Linked DNA regions of Mus musculus: regions 1 and 2 are each linked to region 3. The links are chromatin contacts, called in public Hi-C and HiChIP or PLAC-seq maps. All regions are on one chromosome and are shown on one strand. The core of a region is the stretch at or near the end of the contact, and the rest is flanking DNA. Distances in the headings are between cores, read along the strand shown. Region 1 has its middle 7.1 kb from the start of Gm42322. Region 2 overlaps Wdtc1 (WD and tetratricopeptide repeats 1). Region 3 overlaps Ahdc1 (AT hook, DNA binding motif, containing 1).

Region 1 (4,211 bases), core at 741-3,240, 410 kb before region 3:
CCTCAAGCCCTCCTGACTTCACAGGTATTAAGTAGCTTCCTCTCCCCTTCCTCAAGGGCTGTCCAGACTGTGGGAGATGCCCTCACTACATTGGCCCACAACTCACAGACATGGCAATATTGCCTCCTGCCTAGCTTTCCCAGTGCTGGGATTGCAGGCGTGAGCTATCACGTCTGAGGTCAGAAGATGGCTGGAATGTTCCTTGTGTCTCACCATCTGCTTGCCCTGTCCTGTCCTTGAACTTCCTCTGAGCTCCACAGCATGAAAAATTAGCTCCTCGGGATCTGCCCAGCTTCCCAGAGGCTGCAGGAACATCTCAGACTCCACCCACCTCAATTTAGCAGGCAGAGTGTACTGGAGTAAAATGCCTTCCTCAGCCAGCCCAGGGATGGGGGCACCAACAGGGGCAGTGGGCGGCCATCATTGAAGGGCTCTCTAACAGGCCCAATCATGGCAAACATGGCGCTGTCTGCTTTGGCCCTTCCCTCTGCCTTGCTAAACCACGAGATTACATTCCTAAAGCTTGCCCCCAAGGTCTATTCCCTTATTTAGCCACCTATTCATTCTTGAGACTAAACACCAAGGCCCAGCTATCAACATTCATTTTTTGCCTACACCAGCTAAGCTGTCCAATCAGGTCTTAGCACAGACTTCCCCTTCCCTCATTAAAAACTATTTCTGCAGACACACCTGCTACTGCCGTGGTCTGATCCAGAGGCGGCACGCCCCTTGCTTGTCCCTCTGGGGTAATAAACTTCCTTTGTGCTGAGAATTTGGTGTCTGGGTGTGTTCCCTAGCGACTCTAACACACACACACACACACACACACAATCACAAGATGAGGTCTGTGATGGGGTCCTCACAGGGTCTGAGGATAGCTGTGGAGTGCGGTCTTCCTAAAGGAGGCACTAGTTCCCTGGGGGGACTGGACAGGGCTTTCCCACCATGGAGACGGAGTGAGTTAGGGCGAGTCCCACCCCCAGTGCTGTGGCCGAGCCTCAGGAATTTCCCAAAGGGAGAATGGCTAGTGGGGAAACGAGTGGAATAATTTGGGAAGGGAAGCTCTGGGCGAGAGGAAGGTAATGTCTCTAAGAACTCTTAGGAAGAAAGGCCCAATGGAACAGAGCGGGTGAGCGTGAAGCGTTCAGGTGGAGTGGGTCATGCACTCAGGTAGCTGAGGCAGGAGAATTGCTGTAAGTCTGAGGTCAACCTGAGCTACATAATGAGTTCCACACCGGGTTATAGATTTAGAGTCTGTTTAAGTGTGCGCGCACACACCAAAACAAAATAAGACTTATGGAGGATCAGGAAGTAGGCAGGAGACAAAGAATCCTAAAATTCTCTGTGCTTACCTTTCCATGAGGGAAATGGTGCTGGTCTACAGTGCGCATGTGCTGAGCGCAGCCCGGCGCTCACTTCCCTCCCTGATGGAGCACAGGAGGACGGCCCTGGGCCAGAGCCCTGGCTCCTTTGTGGTTTGCTTTTGTTTGCAGCACTGGGAATTGAACCCACGACCTCACGCACACGGAGGCAGGTGTTCTGCCACTGTGCTTTCTCTGCTTGGAAAGACTACATTGGCTGGCATCTTTGGGGGCCAGGCAGACTCCTTACCATCGGTGTGAACCTGTCAGAAACCCTGGTAACCTGAATATAAAAAGGGTCGTTGATTGATTTGGGCTCCTCTTAAGGATGAACACAGCAGAGGAGGCGAGATTTAGCGGCTGTTCTGACTGGTTAGGCTCCCTTCTCTCCCTCTCCTCCCCAACGCAGGAGAAACTGTGGAGTAGGTGTGGCTCTCCTTGGCTCCTGAAGTCCCAGGGAGGCAAGTCTGAGTCTCACAGCCTTATTCCATCCCCCCCCCCCCACCTGTGACTGCTTTCTAGAGATTCCAGCACCTTCTGAGTCTCGACTGTATTAGTTACTAGAGTTAGGGCACAGACTATTCCACACTGTGCACAGAGGACGGTGGCACATGGCTTCTCTGACTCAGCATGACTCCAGGAGTGCCACAGCTGCGTGCCTGCAACTCATGATCTCTCAGAGTTGTGATCAGATGTGAGTCAGATCTGCTGCTGCCTGAAGATTTGAGGGTCTCCTCAGAGGACTGTCCACTCCCAGGGTTGGCAGCTTGATGCTGAGCAGGTGGCCTCAATTCCTGGCTTCATGGTCAGGTGTTGTAGCTTGTGCGTCCTCACAAAACGCCTGGCTTCCCTGAAAGGCAGTTGCCCCAGGCGGGGAGGTCGAAGCCCCAGTCTCCTTCATAGTTTAACCCTGACTATCACAAGCCTTCACTCCTGCTGTATCTTTTTGGCCAACCACTTCATTGCTATTTAGTGGGAAGGACATGTCAAGGGGTTACTGGAACTTTCTTGCATCCTGGCAGCCATGCTAGCTTTTATGTAAATCATTAGGAATGAGAGAGAAGCTCATAGACCTTCTAGAACCATCTGAGTGCTCTGAGCCATGTCTGCTTCCAGCTTGGGACTCTGAAGAGGGATGAAGCTGCCAACCGCCAGTGACTCTCTTCTTCCTGTCCCCTATCCCCCCAGTCTTTACTTCTTGTAAAAGTATCCCTTTTACTCAGGCAGTGAGTTCCAACTACCACCCAGGTGTGGCAGCTGTTCAGCAAAGCCATTGACTCACTAACTGTTCTGGGCTCTCTCTGCTGGCCTGCTACAGTTCATCTGGAGGCCAGTGACAGGGGTCAAGTCACCTGAAGGAGGGGTGACAGAGTGTGTCACAAGAAGCTGAAGAGCCAAGATTCAGGAAGGGTGGGGACCTTGACAGCTGGGGTCCATGGTACTACAGACTCAGGCTGCAGTTGTAGCTCAGTCAGCAGAGAGCTTGCCTTCAAGCAGTGAGGACCTGAGTTCAATACCCAGAATCTGTGTGTCCTAGTTAGCGTTTCCATGACTGTGAAGAGACACTATGACCAAGGCAACTCTTATAAGAACGTTTAACTGGGGCTGGCTTACAGGTTCAGAGGGTCAGTCCATTAACATCAAGGTGGGAGCATGGCAGCATCCAGGCAGACATGGTGCTGCAGGAGCCAAGAGTTCTACATCTTGGTCTGAAGGCAAATAGGAGAAAGACTGGCTTGCAGGCAGCTAGGAAGAGGGTCTTAAAGTCCACTCCCATAGAGACACACTTTCTCCAACAAGGCCATACCTCCTAAGAGTGCCCCTCCCTGGGCCAAGCATATTCAAACCACCATACTGTGTTCAGAAGGAAAGGAGGCCAGGCTTAACGGTGGGCACTTGTAACCCCAGTGCTGGAGAGGTGGGGACAGCTGGATCCCAAGGGCTTTCTGGTGAGCCAGCCTAGCTCTTGGCAAACTTCATGAGAGACCCTGTCCAAAAAAAAAGGTGGACATCTCCTGAGGAATGACACCTGCTGTAAGGTTTTTCTCTGGTCTCTCCGTGCACACCTATACACATGTCCAAGTGTCCACCCCCATATGTCCACCCGCACACACATGAATACACCAGCACACACATATACATACTACACGAACACACTCGAGACACCTCACACCTCACCACTGCTCCAGTTTACTGGTAAAAAGAATCAGATTGGTCCAGCTGAGCCAGATGACTACATCCACAATGGCCAGGGAAGAGGTGGAGCTATAGCCATGATGCTGTAAGGTGGGCGGGACCTAGGACAGGTGATGTTGCCGAGGTAGCTGTTCAGACAGGAACTTTTTGCCTGCTTGCTTTCACTCTCCCTGGCAAGTCCAAGTCCTTCACACACATATTCATATAAATATTCTATGAGTTCTGTTCTAAAGAACCCTGGCTAATACAAAGGGAATGAATGTTGGTTGTCCCTGACCCCAGAGAGTAATTTGCTGCAATTGTATGGCTTTGGAAATGGCCTGATTTGGGCCACAGGGGATGAAGAAACTACAGGCAAACATGGAAAAGCCAGGATCGGTGGGTCGTGTGCTCTGATGGAGACACGCCAAGCAGTATGGGAGAAGGGGCGAGATACAACCAGTTCCTGTGCAGCATTGAGGAGGAGGTATCAGCTAATGTCAGTCGGGGGCAGTCTCTCTCTGCTATGGTCCTCCTGGAGCTGAAGCACTATCAACACTATCAACATCCAGTACCTGGACCAGGGAAGGCTTTCATCCCTGAGCCTGACCCAGGAAAGCCTTGCCATTCCCAGAGTGTGAGGCCCTGGAATCCTTGACAAGGATTCCTGGCTGC
Region 2 (4,350 bases), core at 315-2,814, 270 kb before region 3:
GGCAGGGAGTTTGAACCACGAAGAGGTGAGAACCTGGTTCCCATTGACCATCAACCTGGATGGAGATTTGGGAAGTCTGATGCCAGGGGCTTTAGCCCTCAGATTTAACCATAGTTTAATCTGGAAAAAAAGTTTCCTGGTATAATACAATCCCTGGTGTACATGGACATTGTAATTACATTGAAACTCGACTTGGGGTACATGCCATTTCTTCCAAGAGGATGGGTTGGTTCTCGGCTACCTACACTAGCTTAAGGGCCTAAGCAGTGCTCTGACCTGGTCTTAGTCATACAAATAGCATAGGGCTTTTTTAGGCTATTAGCCACCTCTGGTCCTGGTTGCGGGGCCTTGGGGAGGCCCTGGCTGTGAGGGTCATTTAGACTACTAGCCACCTCTTGTCCTGATTGTAGTAGCTTAACATGACCTGGCCCAACAGATAACACAAGATGAAAGAACAGGTTTTACATCTTTGCTTGGAAGGACAATCCTGCATGCTTATCATTCGTTGTTTCTTTGGAGATCTGTGGGTGCAGAGCCTTGGTGCCCCACTCCCAGAAGCAGGGTTTTTGCACTGAGGTGACCTGTCGCTGGGCACATTGGATCTGAAGTGACCTGTGAGGAAAGGGCTTGTCAGCCCTGCCGTTGTATATTTATTTATATCTGTGGGCCCACGAGTGTGCGGCTGTCTCCTTAAGAGCAGTGACTCTACCTGAAACCAGAGCCACCTCAGGGAGCTCTGAGCCTCATCACCCTGAGTTCTGCCTCACTCCCTCTCTCTCACCTCTGCGGGTGAGTGCCTGGGATTGTTCTAGAAGCAGAACAACTGGAGCTTGGTTTGTGGTTCTGATGTGTGGGAAAGACGCTGCAGTACGTCTGTGGTCACCTTCCAAGATTATATTTTGACAGTAGTTGTTCACAACCTTCTAGTGTTTTTAGTGTTAAGATTTTATTTATTTTATGTATATGAGTACACTGTAGCTGTACAGATGGTTGTGAACCTTCATGTGGTTGTTGGGAATTGAATTTAGGACCTCTGCTCTCTCTGGTCGGCCTCGCTTGCTTAATCCCTGCTTGCTCTGGCCCAAAGATTTATTATTATAAATAAAGACAAGTACACTGTACCTGTCTTCAGACACACCAGAAGAGGGTGTCAGATCTCATTACAGATGTTTGTGAGCCACCATGTGGTTGCTAGGATTTGAACTCAGGACCTTCAGAAGAGCAGCCGTCCCTCTTACCTGCTAAGCCATCTCACCAGCCCAGTTTTGGTGGTTTAAATAAAACACCTCTTTTTCTTTTTTGTTTTTGGTGGTGGTGGTAGGTTTTTTGTTTTTGGTTTTGTTTTGTTTGTTTGTTTGTTTGTTTGTTTGTTTGGGATAGGATTTCACTGTGCAACAGTTTTGGCTGTCCTGGAACTTGCTTTGTAAAGACTAAGCTGGCCTTGAACACACAGAGATCTGCTTGGCTCTGCCTCCTGAGTGCTGGGATTAAAGGGGTGCACCACCACCACCCACTAAAAATACATTTTCAGCAATGTATTATGATATAGGTGTGTGATATGGGACGGGGGAATGTGAGGAAGCCAAAGGACAGCTTGGTGGAGTTGATCCTCTCCTTCCTTTTTATGGGACCCCAGGCTTGATTTCAAGTCACCAGGCTTGTGTGGCAAGTGCCATCACCCACTGCACTCTTTCCAGTTTGTTTAAGAAAAGCCTCCTTTTCCATGGACTTAGTGAAAACACTGCCTCTGGGCATTCATCATATTCCGTCCAGGCGCTCCCCCTGGTGGCAGCTGCGGCACATTGCAAGCAAGGCAGCACTGAGGGCTTACTTCACCTATTTTTGCTGTGGCTGGAATCTATGCTGCCTCCAGACAAGAATAAAGATTGAGGCATGCCCCTAAAAATAAGTTTATATATTCCTATTTCTAAGTGACAAAGCAGAAGAGCATTTTTGTTTTCTCTTCCAAATAAAAATCAAAAGGGAGAGCTGGGATATAGCTCTGTGGTAGAGCAGCTGCCTGCCTTTCTCCATGCCAGTATCTGATCTGTCTTCAGTACAGGGAAGGAAGGAGGGGAGATAGACAAACAGACACACACAAAGGGACAGGGAGGGAGAGAGGTTTTCTTCGTGTCATCTGGAATGTTACGTTCTTCACTTGACTGGGGTGATGGTAGTAGTCTTATAGTGGCCAGCCCTTCTCCACAGCCCAACATCTGCACTCTTCCCACTGTTTGCTCTATAAGGAGTATTTGGCTGAACATTTTTTGCCTAGATCCCATTTTCTCTTTTGGATCCTTTGGATCTTTCATAGAATTAGGAGTTTAGGTCAAAAGATGGGAATTGCTTTTTAATCCAAACCTGGATGGCCGGACATGTGGATGAACTGAGATGTAGGTGGGTGGGTGGGTGGGTGGATATATAAAGCCCCAGTCTGGGTTTGAACAGCCTTGCGGTGTTCTGAAACTCAGTGGTTGGTTGCTTGCTCTGCTTTATTTTGGTGCTAGAATTGAACCTAGAACATCAAGGATGTCACACATGTGGTCTGCCAGTAAGCTATGCCCTTAGCCATGACCCTTAAAGGTTTCTCCTTCTCCTATGCTCAGGATTAAACTTTGGTTTTTACACATACTAAGTGGGTGCTCACCTCGAAGAGACACACCCAGCCCCTAATTTGGGAATTCTTAGTAAGGGATAGCGAGAATTATCATCCACTCAGTTCCTATCTGGAGAGGAGTCAGAAAAAAGGGCTCCTTAGGCAGCGCAGCTCGGCGTGCATGGTGACCACTCCGACTGCACGAAGTGCAGATCCTGACTGAACTTCTGTGCTGATCGGCTGCTGCTCGATAGCCAGGCTCACTTTGGTGAGCTCTTACAAACTTAGTGATACGAGAGGGAGAAGGCGCGCTGACACCCAGGCCATTCTCCTTCAGTAGCCAGCTCTCTCCTATCTCCTGCCAATCATTTGATCTCTTGTGAGCAGTTCCTGCCTCATGCTGGAGACCGCATTTTGATCACGGGGGCAGCTGACTCCAAGGTGCACGTCCACGACCTTACGGTAAAGGAGACGATCCACATGTTTGGAGACCACACAAACCGGGTGAAGCGCATTGCCACGGCGCCCATGTGGCCTAACACGTTCTGGAGCGCCGCAGAGGATGGGCTTATCCGGTAAGGATCTCTGCATGAAATTACTGTATGTGCTCCGCTTCAGTGGCTCTGCTGCAATGCTTCCTTCCACCTGGTCTTTCCCCCAGCAGACAGGAAGTGGGTCTCCTCCCTGTTCCAGTGTCCTGTGTGTTTGCCTGTTTGCCCTGTTCCCTTCAGACACGGATGGCATTATTACCCTTCTTTCTTTTTCCCTTTGGGGTACTGGGAGTCAAACTCATGGCCTCTTACATCCCAGATAAATTTTCTACCACTGAGCTAAGTGACAAAACCCCTGTTTGACAGGATGGTTGGATGCTGAGATGGGGCTTGCTCTGGAGCTGGGGTTCAGCTCCTCAGCTACTGGAGTCCTGAGATGCCATGTGTGCCCGACCTCAGTCTGCCCCGCTCTGTTGTTATGAGCGAGGATCCACCCTCTGCTTCCTAAGCAGCTAGGTGTGTGAGCATGCACCATTCATTAAGTAAACTCATTTCAATGCGGTTACAAGCGGGTCTCTGAAGCAAGGCAGAACAAGTCCAGCCCTAGATCTCTCTCAGTGTTAAGTGTAAAAGGCCACCGCACCCCAGAACTTTAGTCTCTGTAAAATAGGAATAATCATGATATCTCCTTTGTTGATCCGAGTATGATAGCTGAAAACGTTCATGCAAAACACACAGTGCTTAATCCGTGGCGTGCTCAGGAGGCGCTTGCTGACTAACAGACCGCCTTGCTGTCAGGCCCAGCTAGCAGAAGCCAAGCAACCTGAGCATCAGCAAGAATCCTGAGGACCGACCTGGGCAGAGCCACAGGCAGCAGAAATATCCCAGCAGTGTGTGAATATGAGCTGGGCTTCAAGAGCAGACAGTTGATGGGCAAGAAGAGACAAGAGTGGATTCCCCACCCGAGTAGGTGCTGTGCAGGCAGGGGGAGTGACATGCAACATGTGAAGCCCTAGATCCAACCCTAGTGCAGAGAGAGGGAAGAGAAAGGCTGTAGTTATAATTGGCCCACATAGAAAGCTGAGGAAGGCGAGGTGTGTGAGACTGGGTCTTAAAGTCAGACTGTGGGGTTTGATAAACTTAACTCAGGCTGTAGGTATCAAGTGGCAGAACGATGTCAGACTATTTTAGGAAGAGTATTGCAGTTAGGATGGCTGAGAAGAACCAGTTAACTATGTGAGGCTTTTGAGCCAGCTAGGCAAG
Region 3 (4,228 bases), core at 222-2,721:
TTACAAGGTCTCTTACTCCGTGTAGATCTACCTGAACCTAACAGTAAGCACGGGTTTAATGAATAAATGAACACTCAATGACGCCAACGGCTCTCCCTCTCCATCCCCTTCTCACGAGACACTGATTACCTTGGGAAACCACATTATACAGGGGCCAGTGGAAGGCAGATGGGATTAATGCTTTAAGGGTGGCCTCTATCCTCCTGAAAGCGACTGCTGGTACTCAGGTGTCCTTACTGAGTTGGCCCCACACTAATTGCCTTACATGTGCAACTTTAAGCCCCACAAGGCCTAGTTTTTTCAGAAAAGTCAAAGGTAAAGGAGTAAAGAGACTTGCCCAAAGACACTGAACAGTGCAGGGCAGAGAAAGAATCAAACCATGCCTACTACCACCGATGCTTCGGTTTAACGCGGCGCGGTGAGCTCGGTGGGGGCGGGAATTGTAACTGAATCAGAGCCTTCGGCTGGGAGTGGCCAAACGGTTCATCCGTTTCCATCCGCACTTTACCAAACGGTACTAGAATCAGGCAAAGTTGTGGGGAAAGTAATCTCTGAACACACACGCGCGCGCGGACACACTCCCAACAGTAAAGGAAAAGAAAAGAAAAGAAAAGAAAAGAAAAGAAAAGAAAAGAAAAGAAAAGAAAAGAAAAGAAAAGAAAAGAAAAGAAAAGAAAAGAGAAAAGGAAGAGCCCTGAGAGGTCACTTACCAACTCCCCTGGCTTTCGGGGCTCCGGTAAACGGGACGCCCTCCCTCCCGGGTCCCTTTTCTGGACTCCCTGACCCGCAGGGTGCAGTTATGCCCCAAAGCAAGCTGCTGCCGGAGTTGGGGAAATCATCAAGGATGGTCCCCAGCCGTCCGCGGTCCACTGGCTCGGTCGTTGCCAGAGAAGGGGGCCTGGGAGCGAACGGCCTCGCCTGCCTTCGGCAGAGAGGAAGCCCTTCGACGCCTCGGCTCGAGCAGGAGGCGCGGGTCTGCCGGCCGAAAGAAGCCGCTCCGGAGTTTTGCCGCCGCCGCCGCCCCTCGAGCTACCTGGCCGCCCGGTGGCCGCGCCTGCGCCCCCGCCCCCTCCCCAGGAGGCCGCAGGGCTTCTGACTCCGGCGGAGGTGACGGGGCCGAGAGGGAAACCAGGCGGCGGGGGGAGGGGCGTCGCCTGCACCTGGCCCCTGTCCGCCGCCCAGGCCGGGGAAGGGCGGGCCTGGACCCCCGCCAGCCCCGAAGGAGCGGCGGGGGAGGGGAGCCTCCCGCCTCGCCCGGGGGAGGTCCGGGAAACCTCTCCCACCCCCGGAGCGGCGACGGCGGCGGCGGAGGCTACGGAGACGCGTGCGGGGGTCGGCCGGCTCGGCGCCCCCTTCCCGAGCCGCGCTGGGCCGGCTCCCCCGGCCGCTCGCGCTCTCCAGCTGCAGGAAATTCCAGAAGCTCTCCATCATCCCGGCGCAGCGCGCCGCCTGGGCTGCCAAGGCTCCCCGAAGGAGAGCCACATGCGGGCCGGCCGAGCGAGGGAGCGAGCGACCGCGCGGCCCGCCCTCGCCCCCACCCAGTCCCACTCGGCGAGGCAGCCACGTCGCCCGGCCCGCCGCTCCTTCCCGCGCCCCGGGGACGGCGGAATGCGTGGCAGCCCCGGCCGGGGGCTATTTTGAGCGGGAGGGGAGCGGCCCGGCCGCGCTGTTTTCGGCTTTTTCCTGGCCCCCGTCCCGCTAGCCGGGGCCCTCGGCTACCCGCGGAGGAGGGACACGTGGAAGGGGAGGGGAGGGCCGCTTCTATCCGGCTCGGGGCTGGGGAGGGCCCGGGAGACACCCGGCCCGACTCGCTTGCTCGGCCGGTCGAGCGGCAGAATTGCTAACACCGCCTGATTGCGGCTGGTGGCTGCGAGGCGCCCGCTACCTGCACGCCCCTCCTCCGGTGAGCGCCCGCGGCCCGGGCACTCCCTCCCCAGCGGCGGACTCAGGCCTCACTGGATAGCGCCGCCGAGCACCAGTGGCCAATCACCGGCCTCGATTTCCTTACCTGTAAGTTGGGATGAGCTACCCGGCTTTATTCGGAGAGTACCTTATTCACTTTGCCGTGCGCCTTTTCCTGAGCAAAACTTTTTTTTTTGAGGGGGGAGGGATATTTATTGAGAGGGATTTAAAAATCCCCCCTTTCAGAGTAAAAGTCCCTTACACCAAAACAGTGTATTTTCATACATTTACATCTAGCGCCTACTTCATATTAGTGGCCAACAACATGCACACTGGCTCTGCAGTATCAAAGAGCATTAACTCCATTAAGGTCCCAATAAAGATACAGTGTTTCTTGCCGGAGGAAACTGAGGTTCAGTAGTGACCTGCCAGAGGTTTGACAGCAGCACAGCCCAAAGTCAGACAAACTGGCTTCAGAATATTAATTACTGACACAAAGTAATTAAACCTTAAACAGAGGCGGAAACTAAAGCCCAATGTGTCAGAGTAGGTACCCAATAGAGGTCTCCCAACTCTTTAGTACCCCGCTGCAACAGTTGAGTCGGTTCAGCACCTGCTGTGGGACAGCTAGAGGGTCTAAAGATGGATACCATTTTGGATGTCCAAGAGCCCAAAGACTGCACTCTGCTTTCCAATGCTCGTCTCAGACTACTTGGCCCCTGAAGTTAACTTGTTTATCATATTCCGGACTCAACCCAGCCTCAGAGGTAAGGGGTACAAAAATGAGAGATGTGACACAGGGCGGGCGGGCGGGCGTGGGGGGGGGGCGCATCCTCACAGAGCCTGGAGATGCTTCCTGCTCCCTACACACACACACACACCACTCCAAGCAAGGAAACACAAAGGTTGGCAGTCACATATCACACCCTCCCTCCCGCCCCGGAAACCTGGCAGTTTATTTCTGTCTCCGGGTCCCCTGTTTCCATAGAGTCAGTCCAGGAAGGCTGGCAGCAGCTGGCTTAGAGGGGCAGGGTTTCTGCTCCAAGGGTCCAGCTGCCACCCTGCCTTCCCCCACCTACCAGGCCAGGACGGACTCCAGAGTCAGAGGTGACATTGGGATGAAAGGAAGGAGCTAAGAACCGGTGCTCAGAGGCGATGCCAAAAAGCCCTGAGAGGCGGGGGAGCCGCAGTAGAGGTTCCACCTGGGGCCAGTTGGTCAGAACCCTGAGGGAGGGGAATCCTTTCTCCTCAACCCACAGCCCAGGTGCCTTCTCCTGCTGGGCCAGTCTATACCGGTGCAAAGTGGCTAAAGGTGTAACCCAACACTTCAACTCAATTTATTCCAGATAATTCTGCCTCATGATTCCTGGACCCTCGTCCCAAAGAAAAGGCTGCCACCTGTCACACGTGGCTTCTGAGAACACTGTTAGTCTCAAGTGAGAGATGGATAAAATACACGGCAGTTTCTTTAGTCCTACTATTAAAAAAGGAAAGTAGCCCAGCAGTCCTGTAATGATGATATGCTGAGGTGACCCTACCTTTGATGTGCTGCGTTAGATATGATACATTAGTGAATGGATTTTGCTTCTCTTCTCTTCTCTTCCTTAGAGCCCCCAGCACATGCCTGTAATTCCAGCACGTGGGAGTCTAAGACTCCTTTGCGACAGAGACAACCTGTCTTAGGAAAAAAAAAAGTGGTTGCACGCCTTTAATCCCAGCACCAGGGAGGCAGAGGCAAGCGTATCTCTGTTGGTCCAGGCTAGACAGAGCTGTGCAGTAAGACCCTGCCTCAAAATAAATAAATAAAAATTAAAAAAAAAAGAAGAAAAGGATAAAAGAAAAGAAAAACAGGTTTTAGGAAATGCTTCCTTCCTTCCACTGTGCTTTATTCTAGATCCTGTGCGCTGTTCTAGATCAGATGATGTTCTGGTATATGACCAAAATTCTGCCAACTCCAGATCAATATCTGTAGCTGTCAGATCACCCACCTCCCCAATCCAGACCACAGCCTTATGGGGGGGGGGGAATCTAAATCTCAACACCCCATGCTTCCCCATCCCAGCTTTCTGTGAATTTAGGCAAAGCCAGAGATTTTTAAGTATGTTCAGCCACTGTCAAATTTTTGGTTGTTATTGCTTCTTTTTGAGACATGACTATATTCTGTAGCCCAGGCTGGTGTGGCGCTCACTACAGAGCCTAGGCTAACCTCAGACTCAACATCTCACCTCGTGCCTGGACTTTCCTGGTGCTGGGATGACAAACAGGTGCTCACACTTGACTCTAGTCCAAGATCACCTTCCAGATCAACCTGCCTGATACATCAGAC

The links. Hi-C and Micro-C count contacts between places; a contact is called where the count stands out from the background. HiChIP or PLAC-seq counts read pairs in DNA pulled down with a chosen protein or histone mark.
Region 1: a FOXA1 HiChIP or PLAC-seq map of pancreatic cancer cells shows a contact between it and region 3. The contact joins two enhancer-like sites. A contact is called at or near these places in 1 of 15 datasets of contacts at CTCF or cohesin (large pre-B cells) and 6 of 115 datasets of contacts at active chromatin or transcription factors (craniofacial prominence, embryonic stem cells and pancreatic cancer cells).
Region 2: a contact with region 3 is called in a Hi-C map of bone marrow-derived macrophages, with 25 read pairs. The contact joins two enhancer-like sites. A contact is called at or near these places in 2 of 15 datasets of contacts at CTCF or cohesin (CD8 T cells and large pre-B cells), 5 of 484 Hi-C or Micro-C datasets (bone marrow-derived dendritic cells, bone marrow-derived macrophages, embryonic stem cells and 2 more), 16 of 115 datasets of contacts at active chromatin or transcription factors (T-cell acute lymphoblastic leukemia, craniofacial prominence, embryonic basal ganglia and 10 more) and 2 of 9 other capture datasets (adipose tissue and pancreatic islet).

The regions. Positions count from the first base shown.
Region 1 is chr4:133,445,365-133,449,575 of GRCm38.p6, reverse strand. No RefSeq gene overlaps it. Among named protein-coding and RNA genes, the nearest start is that of Gm42322, 7.1 kb to the right of the region's middle. Within about 2 kb of position 1,990, at least 44 of the 459 cell types and tissues checked have an H3K27ac peak or open chromatin away from gene starts, as enhancers often do. A contact at or near this core is called in embryonic stem cells and pancreatic cancer cells, where this site is marked.
Region 2 is chr4:133,307,570-133,311,919 of GRCm38.p6, reverse strand. Wdtc1 (WD and tetratricopeptide repeats 1) reads left to right here. Exons shown (of 16, transcript NM_199306.4): 6 at 2,984-3,171. Among named protein-coding and RNA genes, the nearest start is that of Wdtc1, 30 kb to the left of the region's middle. Within about 2 kb of position 1,564, at least 5 of the 459 cell types and tissues checked have an H3K27ac peak or open chromatin away from gene starts, as enhancers often do. A contact at or near this core is called in bone marrow-derived macrophages, where this site is marked.
Region 3 is chr4:133,036,269-133,040,496 of GRCm38.p6, reverse strand. The region is part of intron 2 of Ahdc1 (AT hook, DNA binding motif, containing 1); the gene reads right to left. Among named protein-coding and RNA genes, the nearest start is that of Ahdc1, 27 kb to the right of the region's middle. Within about 2 kb of position 1,471, at least 206 of the 459 cell types and tissues checked have an H3K27ac peak or open chromatin away from gene starts, as enhancers often do. A contact at or near this core is called in bone marrow-derived macrophages, embryonic stem cells and pancreatic cancer cells, where this site is marked.